Linked DNA regions of Hordeum vulgare: region 1 is linked to region 2. A link is a contact called in public Hi-C data. All regions are on one chromosome and are shown on one strand. Each heading gives the region's core, a stretch centred on a gene start, on an enhancer-like site or on the middle of the called end of the contact. The rest is flanking DNA. Distances are from core to core; before and after follow the strand shown.

Region 1 (6,043 bases), core at 2,558-5,057, 590 kb after region 2:
CTTGCTTCCCCCCACGTGACTTGAGGACGGCATATTGTGCCTTGAACTTCACCTCGTCTTTGATGACCCTAAAGCAATGGGAGAGGTTGAAGCACTTGCCATTGTGTTGGACCTTGAATGCCTCCAAAACTTGAAATGCCTAAAAATGTATTTCATGCAAGCATATTGGCAAATGGTGTGCAAATGAACACGCAAGCATAAACTTGATGACACACAAGAGGGCGGCTTGCTAGCATACCATGTCTTACATGCCGATGCCGCTTACGAGGCGGGCCTTGACAGTCTCCAGAGTGGCTCAAAACTTGTTGCACTCTTGTTGGATCACCCTCCATTGCTTCGAAATGGACACCCACCCGTGCGTGCTTACTATTTGGTACGACGAAAACTTCTTGCGCTCATGAAACTCACGGTGGACACGAATCCAAAAAGTTGAAAGCTTTTGTTCGGCGCCCATCTTGGGGGCTTGCCCAATATCTATCTAACACTCGCAAAGAAGCTTGTCCTCGGCCGCCGTGTATGCCTTGGTCCGCTTGCTCTTGCGCTTCGGATTCGCCCAGGCGGTTTGGTTGGCGAGCTCGTCCTTGAACAAAGACTCCCCTTCGATGTCGCACTTGTCCTCTTCCTCTTGTCCGTAGTCCTTCGGAAACTCGTGGTCGAGTAGGAAGCCGTCCAGGTCCATGCTGACCTGATCACGCGTGCGTTTCCTCATGCCTCTGGATGATGAGCCACCGGCCACCGGTGTGGAATTGAGGTCATTGGGCGCGGGCGCGGACGTGGAAGGCGCCACCACGCTCACCTCAGGCGAGCACTTCCCGGAGAGGCGGGAGGCCTGCGGGTAGACGTGGAAGCGGGGCATCGGGGTGCAAGCCGACGCGCGGAGCGAGTCGGGCAGCACCATCCGAGGGAACGCGGATGAGCCGGTGCTGGCCGCGCCACGACGGAGTTGACGAGGCCGTGCTGGCTAGGGTTTAACCCTAGCATATAGAGCGCCTCCCTTGTTGCCGCCGCGACATGAGCATTTGTGACCTCCTGATGCGCGGCCGCAGCGACGGCGGCCGCCGCGATGGCTTCATCCCTCGCGTCTGCCGCGTGCGCGCGGCCCTTCCTCTTGGGCGACTCCCTTGCGCGCTCTTCGGACGTCAGCGTCTTCTTCGGCTTGGGTGCGGCGGCGGTCTTGCGGGGGGCGCGAGGCTTGCCTTTGCCAGAGAGGGCGGTCGTCTTGCCGGACGAGGCGAGGGAGGCGAGGCCGGCGACGACGTTGAGCTCGCCATCCATGGCAGGGGTGGGGCGGGAGCGCGCGCGGGCGGGATATGGTGGAGGTTGCCACCGACCAGCGGGCCCGAGGGGAGGAGAAGGCGCGCGCACGTCCGTCTCGTGTCCACGTCGATGCAAATCCGTCTCAAAAATGGGTTGGAAATGGGTCGGCAGGCGGACGCCAAGCGGACGCGCGTCCGTTTGGGTTCGCGCGTTGGGCCGACTTTTATGTCTACACCAATCCAAACGGACATGAGCGGACGAAATGGATCACCCGGTTAGAATTACTCTAAATCTCTAAACTTCGGTATCGTATTTGACGTTCTCATGGATTGTCAAAAGAAATTGTGCGTGGGATGGAGGGGGGGGGGGGGGGGGGTTGTCGGTCGGCAGCAATAAGTGGCCCGAAGTCCATATGAATACACCATAGAGCTTTGTACACTTGTACATTTCATACATATGTATGCACGTATGAAAAAGCTGAGTGTAGACATCCGCATGAAATTTTGCTGTAGCTTCCTGTTCTCTTAACACATTCTTCTATAGCTTTCATATTCATATCCATCCAACATGGATATCATGCATGATGCACATCTAGCGATTGCGGTTGCAAATTGACGACACTACCATGTACTACCTACCATGTCGAAGCAGCAATGCTACATACATACTTTTATATGGATTTTACAAACAGATAATTTTGATTGAAGATTAAGAAAGATAAAGGTCTCAGCCCTTAAAAATGAAGGGAGAGGTGGTTAGTTAGAAAAAAAATGCTAATCAGCATGCAACCTTATATAACTCTTTATATGTCTAATATTTTTGCTGACGAAGATGACTAGTCATGACAAAAGGTGACCGTCATCACACATAATAGATAATTATGATTGAGTTGTACATGAAACGTGTTTTCTTTCTCTTACATTCAATTTTCCCTCAATCTTTTTTGATTTGTCTCCTTTCACACGCACTGTGTCTATTCACATAATTGCATGGCTGATGAGACTGAAACTTACGAATAAGTGTTTGTTGCAGGGGAAAACAAATGTGTGACAACTTGCATTCGACAATGATCTGATAACAAAAGGAAGGTGCGATACTTTTCGGGCTTCACGCGTATGCGAATTAATTAATTCTAGATCCTTACCTCATCTCGCCGATTGCCAAATGGGTGCTGTGTTATCCATTTTGCCCTTGCTCTCTCTGTTTTACACATAAGAAATAGTTGTCACAACAACAAAAATTGATTACCTCTCTTAATAAAAAGTATTATTAAGGAAATCGTTAGCTGATAACTGCTCGGTTGGGTGGTGAGTAGGAAATTAATGAGCTAGTCGGCAAGTTAATCAGTCATTTAATTCATTAATCAAGCAATTTATCAGTTAATCGGCTACTCGATGACCCTGTGAGTAGGAATTAATCAGCAAGTTCACTGGTTAGCTGAACGAGTTTTTAAACAAAGATAAAACAATGATTGCATGCACGTACACCTAAAAATATTTTTTCCAAGTTACCCTTCATCTGTTGGTTACATTCTTTGATTACATTTTTTTTTGATATAAATCTCTAGGTTTCAGTTGTTTCGTTTTCTATCGCGGACTCAGGTTGGTAGCTACTATGCCGTGTATCATAGGCAAGGAGCTAAGGAGGCACTGAACACCACAAAAGTATGCACGCCTATGGACCGTCCATTCTACATCACACGTCATGATTGAAGTGGAACACCTATGGCGATAGATGCTCCAAAGCCTACAAATCGATTTACCGTATTTACCCGAACTAGGTAATTGCACATATATTGCAACAGACACGTACAGTAGTGGTTCAACACCAATCTTGTCTAAAATATTCTTTACACCAATTTATAACATTTAACTTAGTAAGAGTATGGATAGGGAAAGCAAGATTTTTTTTGATTTAGTTGGGATTTGATAAGATTGATTTGATTTGATTGAGTTAATGAATGATGTGGTTTAGAAAAACGTCGATTTGGTTTGGACTATTCTAAATTAATATTTTTATGTTAGTTTTTATTTTGTGCAATGTAACATCCCGATGTTCGGAATGTTTAAGAAAAACTTTTTTCAAAAATTAGGGTCAGCAAATTTTGTTTGTTTTATATACTTTAATAAAAGTGTGAATCAAGTTTTTATAGTTTGGCGATTTGAATTTGATTAAATACCAACTTAAATTTAAACTAATGTTTTGTTCTCCACTTTTAGTGGGGTTTTGTTTTTAGCATTTTGATTTATGCACATTTGTATTTTTGGAACTCCTTTTGATTTTTGTTTGAGCTTTCATTCCGGTTTCAGATTTTTCTTTTCAAAAGATCTTATCCATTGTTTTCCTCAAGACTTTGGAAATCCTTAGGCCGAATGTGTCTCTTTCTCAACATGTTTGTCTTTTTTTTCAATGGGCCTTGCCTAATATGCTTCCCATTATTTTCTTTATTTCTTCTCACTTGGCCATTAGCCCATTTGCTTTATACGTGGTAGCTGAACCATTCTTCTTTAGAGATCTTGAGAGAGATATCATGAAAGGAAACGACAACATCTTCCTTAAATTCCCTCTGTTGGACTCCTCCATGCCTTATTTTTCCACTTGCCCATATCCCAACCGCAGAAGGAACGCTTCATCTCTCCACGCGACAAACAAAGAGGAGATGAAACGAGCAAAGAAGACTAAACGTACAGCCACATCTCCAACCATGAAACAGCTTCACCTTCAATTCCCATAAATCTCTATCGTTTTCAGTTTTGAAGAAATCTAGACTTGCACCATGATCTCCTCTCTCATTCTGAGCGGTTCTCATGCCTATTCCCTTCTTCCTGTCTACAAGAGCGCTCCCTATAAAGCTCCATGGACGCGAGGTCGCAATTCCGATGACTCGGACCATCTCCATCCTACTCCTTGCGCCAGGATCTCCTCCTCCATGGCGTGAATCCATTCAAAGAAGGAAGAATGCGATCCGTTGACCACACACCAAGAATTCTGCATGTCCGTCTAAACTGTTTGTCGAGTTCATCGCACCGTTTCGTCAAACTCGGCGAGTCTCTATCCAATTCCTTTTGCACACCTTCTCAACATCACGGATGTTATCTCCTAGACTTCATAGCTCCTCCTATTTTGGTCGATGGGTGCATCGATGCTATGCGTCGTATGAACCAAATACTATATGTTTTTTCCATTGTTTTTCTTTTGTTCATTGCTTGATCTAGCTATCAATAGATGAAACATTTTAAGTGGTCAGAGGACCGAGTTTGTGGTTTTAGATTTTGCATATATATCATATTACATGTTTGTGTAGTTCAAATAGGAATTGCACTACGTGCATATTTCTTGCACAATTTTTTTTCTTGTGTGATGTTCCAAGAGTTACATAAAATTTACTGGATTACTCGTTTGATAACCATATTGTAAAATATATATTCATGTAGTCGTTTGGTTAAGATTGAAGGAGTGTATTCATTGATTAATTTTTGCGTGAATATGTTATTGTTCATATATTCGTGTTATGCCTAGGAGTGCATATTGTCTGTCTCATAATTTTTAATGTGGCAAATGACTTGTTAGATTTATCTTTTTACCGGTTATATTTATTTGCAAATTGTTGAACATGTTTCATGTAATATATTTTCTTTTGCGTGGTATGTCTATGAGTTGTTGCAAATTATTATCATGTGTACGTTTACATAATTTTATCTTAAGCTTTGCATGATTGAAGAATATGTCATGTTTTGATTATGTTCATTTTTCTTTAGCATGGCGATATCTTAGATATATTTTATTTGTTTGTTTCTCATCTTTGTCACATGTGTATTGTACGGATTATTGTTATGGTCATAGTTTGACTTATAGGATATAGTTTATGTGGTGTCTCATGTTGATATAAGTTTTGTTATATGTCATGATGTAGTGTGTTATGCATGTGTATAGAATTTGATGAATTAACATAATGCTTATAATTCTTTTGAATTACTCTAAGCATTGATTGGTTTATTTAAATATGGTTTACGATTTTACATATTCATTTTCATCGTGTCACATGTGTTTTATTTATTTTTATTTAAAGCATGCCATGTTCTAGGTGTTGTTTATTGAAATTATCCGTTGTTACCTAATTTATTACTAATGAAAATGAATTGATATATTATTTTAGAACATAGTCATATTACTTGTTGTAGGCATATTGTTTGCATTTAGAATATGTTTTATATCATGCATAGAGATCATTACTTATGTACGGCATGAGAGTAGCACCTTATTGTGTAGTGCATCTATTAATTTTTAGATGTGTGTTATCTATGAATTGGATGGGTATTTGTTTCATGAAATCGTCTAGATTGCAATGAACGACTAATCCGGTTATGTTATTGTTTGTTTTTCCTTGTATAAATATGTTATATCTTATGGCTGCCTTATTTTGAGTTGTAGTTGAATCGTTATAATTTTTAGAGTTATCTAAATATTTAATCATGGTTGATTATTTCATTCGCTTTTTGATGTGTGACCTTTCTCAAAGCATTTTTTTAATTTGTTTTGTAAGTTCATGCTTGTGGTTATACTTTGTTTGGTAGTGATACATGTTAGAAATGTATCTACCATGTATACTTTAATAAGCATGGTTACTTCTTGTTAATTCCTTGCAATGAAGTTGTGCTTGTATAACTAGATTGTATAGTGTGTGTGTGTACGAGTTCATGTATTAGATCAAGCCTAGTTGTGTATCATATGTTGTTCCTAGTGTAGGTGGTACTAGATATGAAATGCATGTTATCATGAGTATCGA
Region 2 (6,181 bases), core at 2,038-4,537:
CGCAGCATCAAACATCTGAACTAACGACAATCTCAAACAAACCAAAAGCAAGACAGAAGTTGTAAACATCAAACACTTACTCAGGCTGTAAACATCAAACACTTACTCAGGCAAACAGAAGTTGTAAATGGACTGAACGATTTACATAAATCAAGAGTACTTGACTAGCAACTCGGTGCGGAAAAACAGATGGTAACTCATGTCCAACTAACATGAACCAGGCGTCTAGCGACACCATCCACATTTATTCCCATAGACAAAGGGGCACCTCTGACCAGGCGCCACAAGGAAAGCAGAACGCTCTACTGGGTCTTGGCCATGTGGCGGATCAGGTCGACAACACGGTTGCTGCAGAGGAAAAAATTCAAAGTGTTACAGAATGAATCGATGAAATAGACATTGGACAGCAGGTTGTAGAAATAAATCCATTATGGCAACTCACCTGTAACCCCACTCGTTGTCATACCACGAGACAAGCTTGACGAAATGGTCGTTCAGAGCAATTCCAGCCTTAGCATCAAAGATGCTGGACCTAATAAATGATAAAATATAGAATGGAGAACAGTTACTATCTGATAACGCTCGGTAGCTTTTGCCAGCAGCATTACGACATTGAGCATACCTGCTGTCACCAACGAAGTCGGTGGAGACCAAATCTTCCTCAACGTAACCCATGATACCCTTGAGCTTTCCCTCGGAAGCAGCCCTGAAAATAATTTGCGTACTCTATTAGTGACATCTGGGAACGATATTCGTAGAATCGTCACACATGCGCAGGCAGGCAGGAATTATAAGCAGGACTTTCTCAACAACTCTTCTACTTCTCATAGGAGATGCCCCAAGATCAAAGACTTACTTGATAGCCTTCTTGATGTCATCATATGATGCAGCCTTCTCGGTTCTAACAGTGAGATCAACAACTGACACATCCACAGTGGGAACCCGGAAAGACATACCGGTAAGCTTGCCATTCAGCTCAGGAAGAACCTTACCAACAGCCTGAAACCCATCATAGCATTAGGTCAATAGAACAAAACTGCAATCAATTGATCAAGTCCACTGGGAGCTCACAAATGAAATAAGCATGCACAATGTTTAGTGTATCATTTCACAATCATAGAATAATCTCCAAAGAAAAACATGGACCCAATATGCACAACATAAGCAATAGGTAAAGAAGTAAGCAATCCATTCAAAACAGTGTCTGAAAACAAATGCACAATGCTATTGGTTGCATACCTTGGCAGCACCAGTGCTGCTGGGGATGATGTTAAAGCTTGCGGCCCTGCCACCTCTCCAGTCCTTGCTTGAGGGACCATCAACGGTCTTCTGTGTGGCTGAGAGGCAAGTTCACCAATGTCAAGTTAATGAGATTACTAAGGCAGATAACTTGAGAGCACAGCCAACAATATCTTACCAGTGATGGCATGAACAGTGGTCATCAGACCCTCAATAATACCAAAGTTGTCATTAATGACCTGATGAATGATAATAAACATCATTACAAAATGAACCACAATCCCAGTAGTAGTGAAGGTAAGATGATGACCAGAAACAGAACATACCTTAGCTAGGGGAGCAAGGCAGTTAGTGGTGCAGCTAGCATTTGAGACAATGTTAACATCCGAGGTGTACTTGTCCTCATTGACACCAACCACAAACATAGGGGCATCTTTGCTTGGGGCAGAGATGACCACCTTCTTGGCACCACCCTAATATTCAATGAACAATGCAAGTTATAATCACTTCACTAGTGTTGGAAATACATTGCAAAAGCTAAGTCCCTGAAGAACAGTGGCACTCTTATACAGCTAGCACCAAAAAATAATTAAAATAAGCTACTAGAATAACCCAGCATTTGAGATAAACCAATAAAATTGATGGTCACTGTGATACTGAGTGGACTACCATGAATTCAGTGTTTACTACTAGCACACCTGAAGCAACCAAACACACAAAACAATTCAGAACAAACGGCATTACACTCTGCTTTACACTCCCCTGTGTGTGTTCATTTTTTATCATGTTTTCACACACTAAGAAGAAATAAATATATATGGAGCAGGACACATTTTCTAATTGAAATTCAATAATACAAATGGATTCTTTCTCAGCCTCGTATTCAAAGGATCAGAAAAGGCACATATATATAGCTCGGAACTAATGTGTGAATGAGCGAAAACCAGAACGTCAGTTATACCTTCAAGTGAGCAGCGGCCTTGTCCTTGTCAGTGAAGACACCGGTGGACTCCACAACGTAATCAGCACCAGCCTCACCCCACGGGATCTCCTCAGGGTTCCTGTCAAGAGAACATCAAACATTAGCTTGATAACTTAACAGACACAAACCTTCCGAAAAGGCTATAATATCAATACTACCTGACGCCAAAGACAGTAACTGGCTTCTCGCCGAAGAGCAGCGTCTTGTCGTCTTTGAGCTTGATGTCACTGTGCTTCCAATGGCCGTGAACTGTGTCGTACTTGAACATGTACGTCTGCACATCACGCGAACCACAGAATTCAACTCAATTAAACAAACCAACCGAGCAGAATCATGATATCTCTTTTTGCGGTAGAGGATCATGATATCTGAAGGCATGCTACAGAGGCCGACTAATACTACTAGCATAATCAGGCAAGCAAACAAACAGATCACAGAAGCAGAAGCAGGCCTCATGGAACAACAGAAGCAGGTATGCTAACAGAAGAAATCACAGGTAAAACCCCACAAACATTTTAGACCACCAGATCTAGCTACCAGAGCGGGTGGAAATCGCAGATCGAGTGGCATACCATGTACTCGGTGGTGATGAAGGGGTCGTTGACGGCGACGAGCTCGACATCGTCGCTCTGGAGTGCGACCCTGGCGACGAGCCTCCCGATCCTTCCGAAACCTGAGCAGAAACAGACACCAGATCAAAACAGAGGCACCCACACGGTCACACCAGCACCGATCGGTGAACCTAGATGCGAGCGCGAGAAGGAGACAGAAAACTCACCGTTGATTCCGATCTTAATCTTGCCTGCATGCGCCCCAAACCAAGCAGAAAGAGCAGAAGAGCAAAATCGATCAGCAAAAAACAAGCGTCGTTCAGATCAGGAGAAGAAGCGGCAGGAAATCGACGAGCGATTTACCCATGGCGAAGGAGTGGAACTGACGCCGCGACGCGAGATGGTGGTGGGGAGGTTCGCTGGGGACGGGGGAAGTGTCTGGAAGCGGATATGGAGAGGTGGGGAGGGTTTAAGCGGCCGGTTTTATAAAGCCAGGAGCCCAGGAGAGGAAAAGGCGAAATGGAATATCGAGGAGGCTAAGGCTGGTTTTAATGCGTAGTATGATATATTAGTATCACGTAGTATATGATATTAATGATAGTGCATCCGTAATGCTTAGTATCATATGTTTGTATTATAGGATAGTTTATTTATTGGCATGAAAGACACATAGTAGTATATCATTTTATATGATACGGTATCAGTATATGATACTCAACCCTCTCTTTTCTTACCTCAAAAAATCATCTCTTTCTTCATTTAATTCTATGTCACTTCATCAAAATTGTTTAGTTGGCATGCATGATACTCCTTTCGTTTTTAAATATAAGTCTTTTAAGATGTTTTATTAGGAGTCTACATACGAAGCAAAATGAATGAATCTACACTCTAAAATATGTCTATATACATCCATATATAATACATTAATGAAACTTTTTTAAATACTTATATTTAAAAACAGAGGGAGTACTATATATATATATATATATATATATATATATATATATATATATATATATATATATATATATATATATATATATATATATATATATATATATATGATACTTTCGTTACGGACAGGCTAAACAAATACAGACGAATTGATTTCGCGCAAGGTGCGCGGGTGACCTGTCCCTTCCACAGCTTTCTCCACAGTCCACAGGGCAGAGCCCTCTGGCCGTCCCGATGAGCCGTGGGCCCCGCCGACTGCATGGCCCACGTGTCATCGCGAGGCCTGGAGGTAGGTACGCGCCTGGTGGCTGGCCGCCCGTGGTTTCTCGGGCAAGAAAGGAAAGCAATGCGAGGAGCACCGAGCATTTGCTGCCGTCCGTGCTGTGCGGCGTGGTTTCTCGCGCAAGAAAGAGCAAGGCATTTTTGCTTTCCTTCCGGTGCCTGGAGAAAAATACTCGGCTTTTCAATAACTAGACAATGCCCCGTGCATAGAAAATTTGTTAAACGATATATGAATAAATATTAAAAAAATAATGTTAATATAAAAAGTCATTTTAAAGATATCTTGCTTAATTATCTAAACAAATTAATGCATGAAGATGTGTTTTGCACGAAAAAAATAATGAAAAAAAAACTTAAGATTACATGCATGATTTGATAATATGTTATTGTTGTATGAAGAGGAAATTGAATAATGAGGTCTAGCTATTTAAAAATAGAAGATGCGGCTAAACCAACGAACGAACGCCAAGCGGGCTTTGATCTTTGGTTTGATGAAGGGGAAATTGCTCGTTTTGCTTGGGGCGTGAATGGTGCTCTGCCTACGTGGCTCCGTCTGGTTGGTTCTGTGGCTGTGACTGGGATAGATAGCAGGTGTGGTCCAGAAGGTTGGGTGGCCGCCGACGACGGCAAGCGGCGGCGACCCCCGCGTGTTTGTCCGACGCGGACGGTGTGGAATCCGGCTGCCCGGGATCCTCTGTGGCGTAGATGTCTCTAGCGTCTTTGGTGGCTCGACGCTTTTCCATGTTCGGTTGGGCACTTGCGCTGCTGGGGCAGGACACGTGATTCCTTTTCGAATTGCTGAGGACCGCGGGCACCGCACGTGAAACGGAACGGCGACAGGAATGGGCGGGCACTGAGGATCCCGAGATCTGCGCGCAACGGCCGACGGGCGTCGCGTGGCGCGGTGGGGTCTACGACGACGACCAGCTGCGCATCGAGAGGAAGGATGATGGCCGGATATGCCCGTCCCTCGGTGCGGATAATTTCCGGCCTGCCACCGGGCAGTAGCAGCGAATATGCTGGCATATATGCCCGCTGCCTTTCCAGACGCTTCTCCGAATTTACTATCCGCTCTCAGTTTAGCAGCCTGCTTGCTTTGGTCACTGCTTCGTCACCGCGCACGCTCGATGCAAGTTAGGAAAATGTCACGCTCATCGTTTGTCGGGTTCCCGCGAGCACCGATCGCCGCGCCCGACCGATGTGCGGCGGCGCCCACGGTTATTTACTTAGGGGCTGTTTGGTTCCAGCTTAAGATTGTATGGTTCATTGTCACATTTGTATACCAGATTGTTTGGTTCATTGTCACCTAATCTTAGTCATGCCACAATACTTTAGGCATGTGTTTGGTTCATTGTCACATTTGTGGCTTGCCATACTTCTATAGATATATGGTCCACATGTCATAGACTTAATTTTTTGCCAAATCTTGCCACACTTTTTGTGGCAGCCACACTTTATCTAAGGTTAGTTGTGGCAAAGTTAGTCATGAACCAAACATGCCTTTATTTCTTACCTCCGTCACCGCATTTTTCAAGGCCGGTTCGTCGTTTTGGGCATGAAACACTTGTAAAATATACCCATGTAAGAAAAATACAGATGGGCTGCTTGGTTGATCGTTTTTGGTCATAAAATTTACACTGATTTTCGAGTTTACACCTGTAACAGGCCCGTATTCGATACACACCACAGCCCGTCGTTTTTCTCCACACCCCGTCGTTTTTCCCAGCCTCTTTTCTCGCTGGAAACCTAGATCGGATCAAGGTTGCGCCGTCGGGGGTGCCAGCACCGGTGTCCGCGAGGCGCGACGAAGCAACAACGACGAGGCGAGGCGCGACGACAACGAGGATTCGCTCCTGACGTCGACGAAGACTCGCTCACGACAGAGACCCTCTCCTCCAACGGCGACGACGACTCCCTCCTCCTCCTCCACGGCCTACTCTGCTCCATCGAAGGTATGTCCTTCCTCTTCTGCCCTCCTCTACTAGAGTAATCGACACCTCTTCTTTTTTTCCTCCGAGATGGCAGCGCTCCATGGCCCGATGGATTTTAGTCGAACCTCTAGGCCCGCGGGCAAGGCCTCCTTGGCGAGTGGGTTCAGCGCGTCGGCGGTGGCGCCCATGGGCATGAACTCCCTCGCGAGCGCGTTGAGCAGCGCGGTGGCGCCGTGACCGTC

What was found. Hi-C and Micro-C count contacts between places; a contact is called where the count stands out from the background.
Region 1: a Hi-C map of leaf shows a contact between it and region 2, with 4 times the contacts expected there. The contact joins the enhancer-like site here to the promoter of LOC123413551 in region 2. A contact is called at or near these places in 2 of 6 Hi-C or Micro-C datasets (leaf and seedling).

What each region holds. Positions count from the first base shown.
Region 1 is chr7H:415,639,209-415,645,251 of MorexV3_pseudomolecules_assembly, forward strand. No RefSeq gene overlaps it. Among protein-coding and RNA genes, the nearest start is that of LOC123411024, 190 kb to the left of the region's middle. Within about 2 kb of position 3,808, at least 1 of the 3 cell types and tissues checked has open chromatin away from gene starts, as enhancers often do. A contact at or near this core is called in leaf, where this site is marked.
Region 2 is chr7H:415,052,537-415,058,717 of MorexV3_pseudomolecules_assembly, forward strand. LOC123413551 (glyceraldehyde-3-phosphate dehydrogenase 1, cytosolic) reads right to left here and starts at 3,288. Exons shown (of 12, transcript XM_045106483.1): 1 at 3,136-3,288; 2 at 3,000-3,023; 3 at 2,794-2,894; 4 at 2,380-2,495; 5 at 2,201-2,300; 6 at 1,566-1,712; 7 at 1,418-1,478; 8 at 1,240-1,337; 9 at 857-999; 10 at 623-706; 11 at 443-532; 12 at 63-348. The coding sequence starts at 3,139. The coding sequence ends at 303.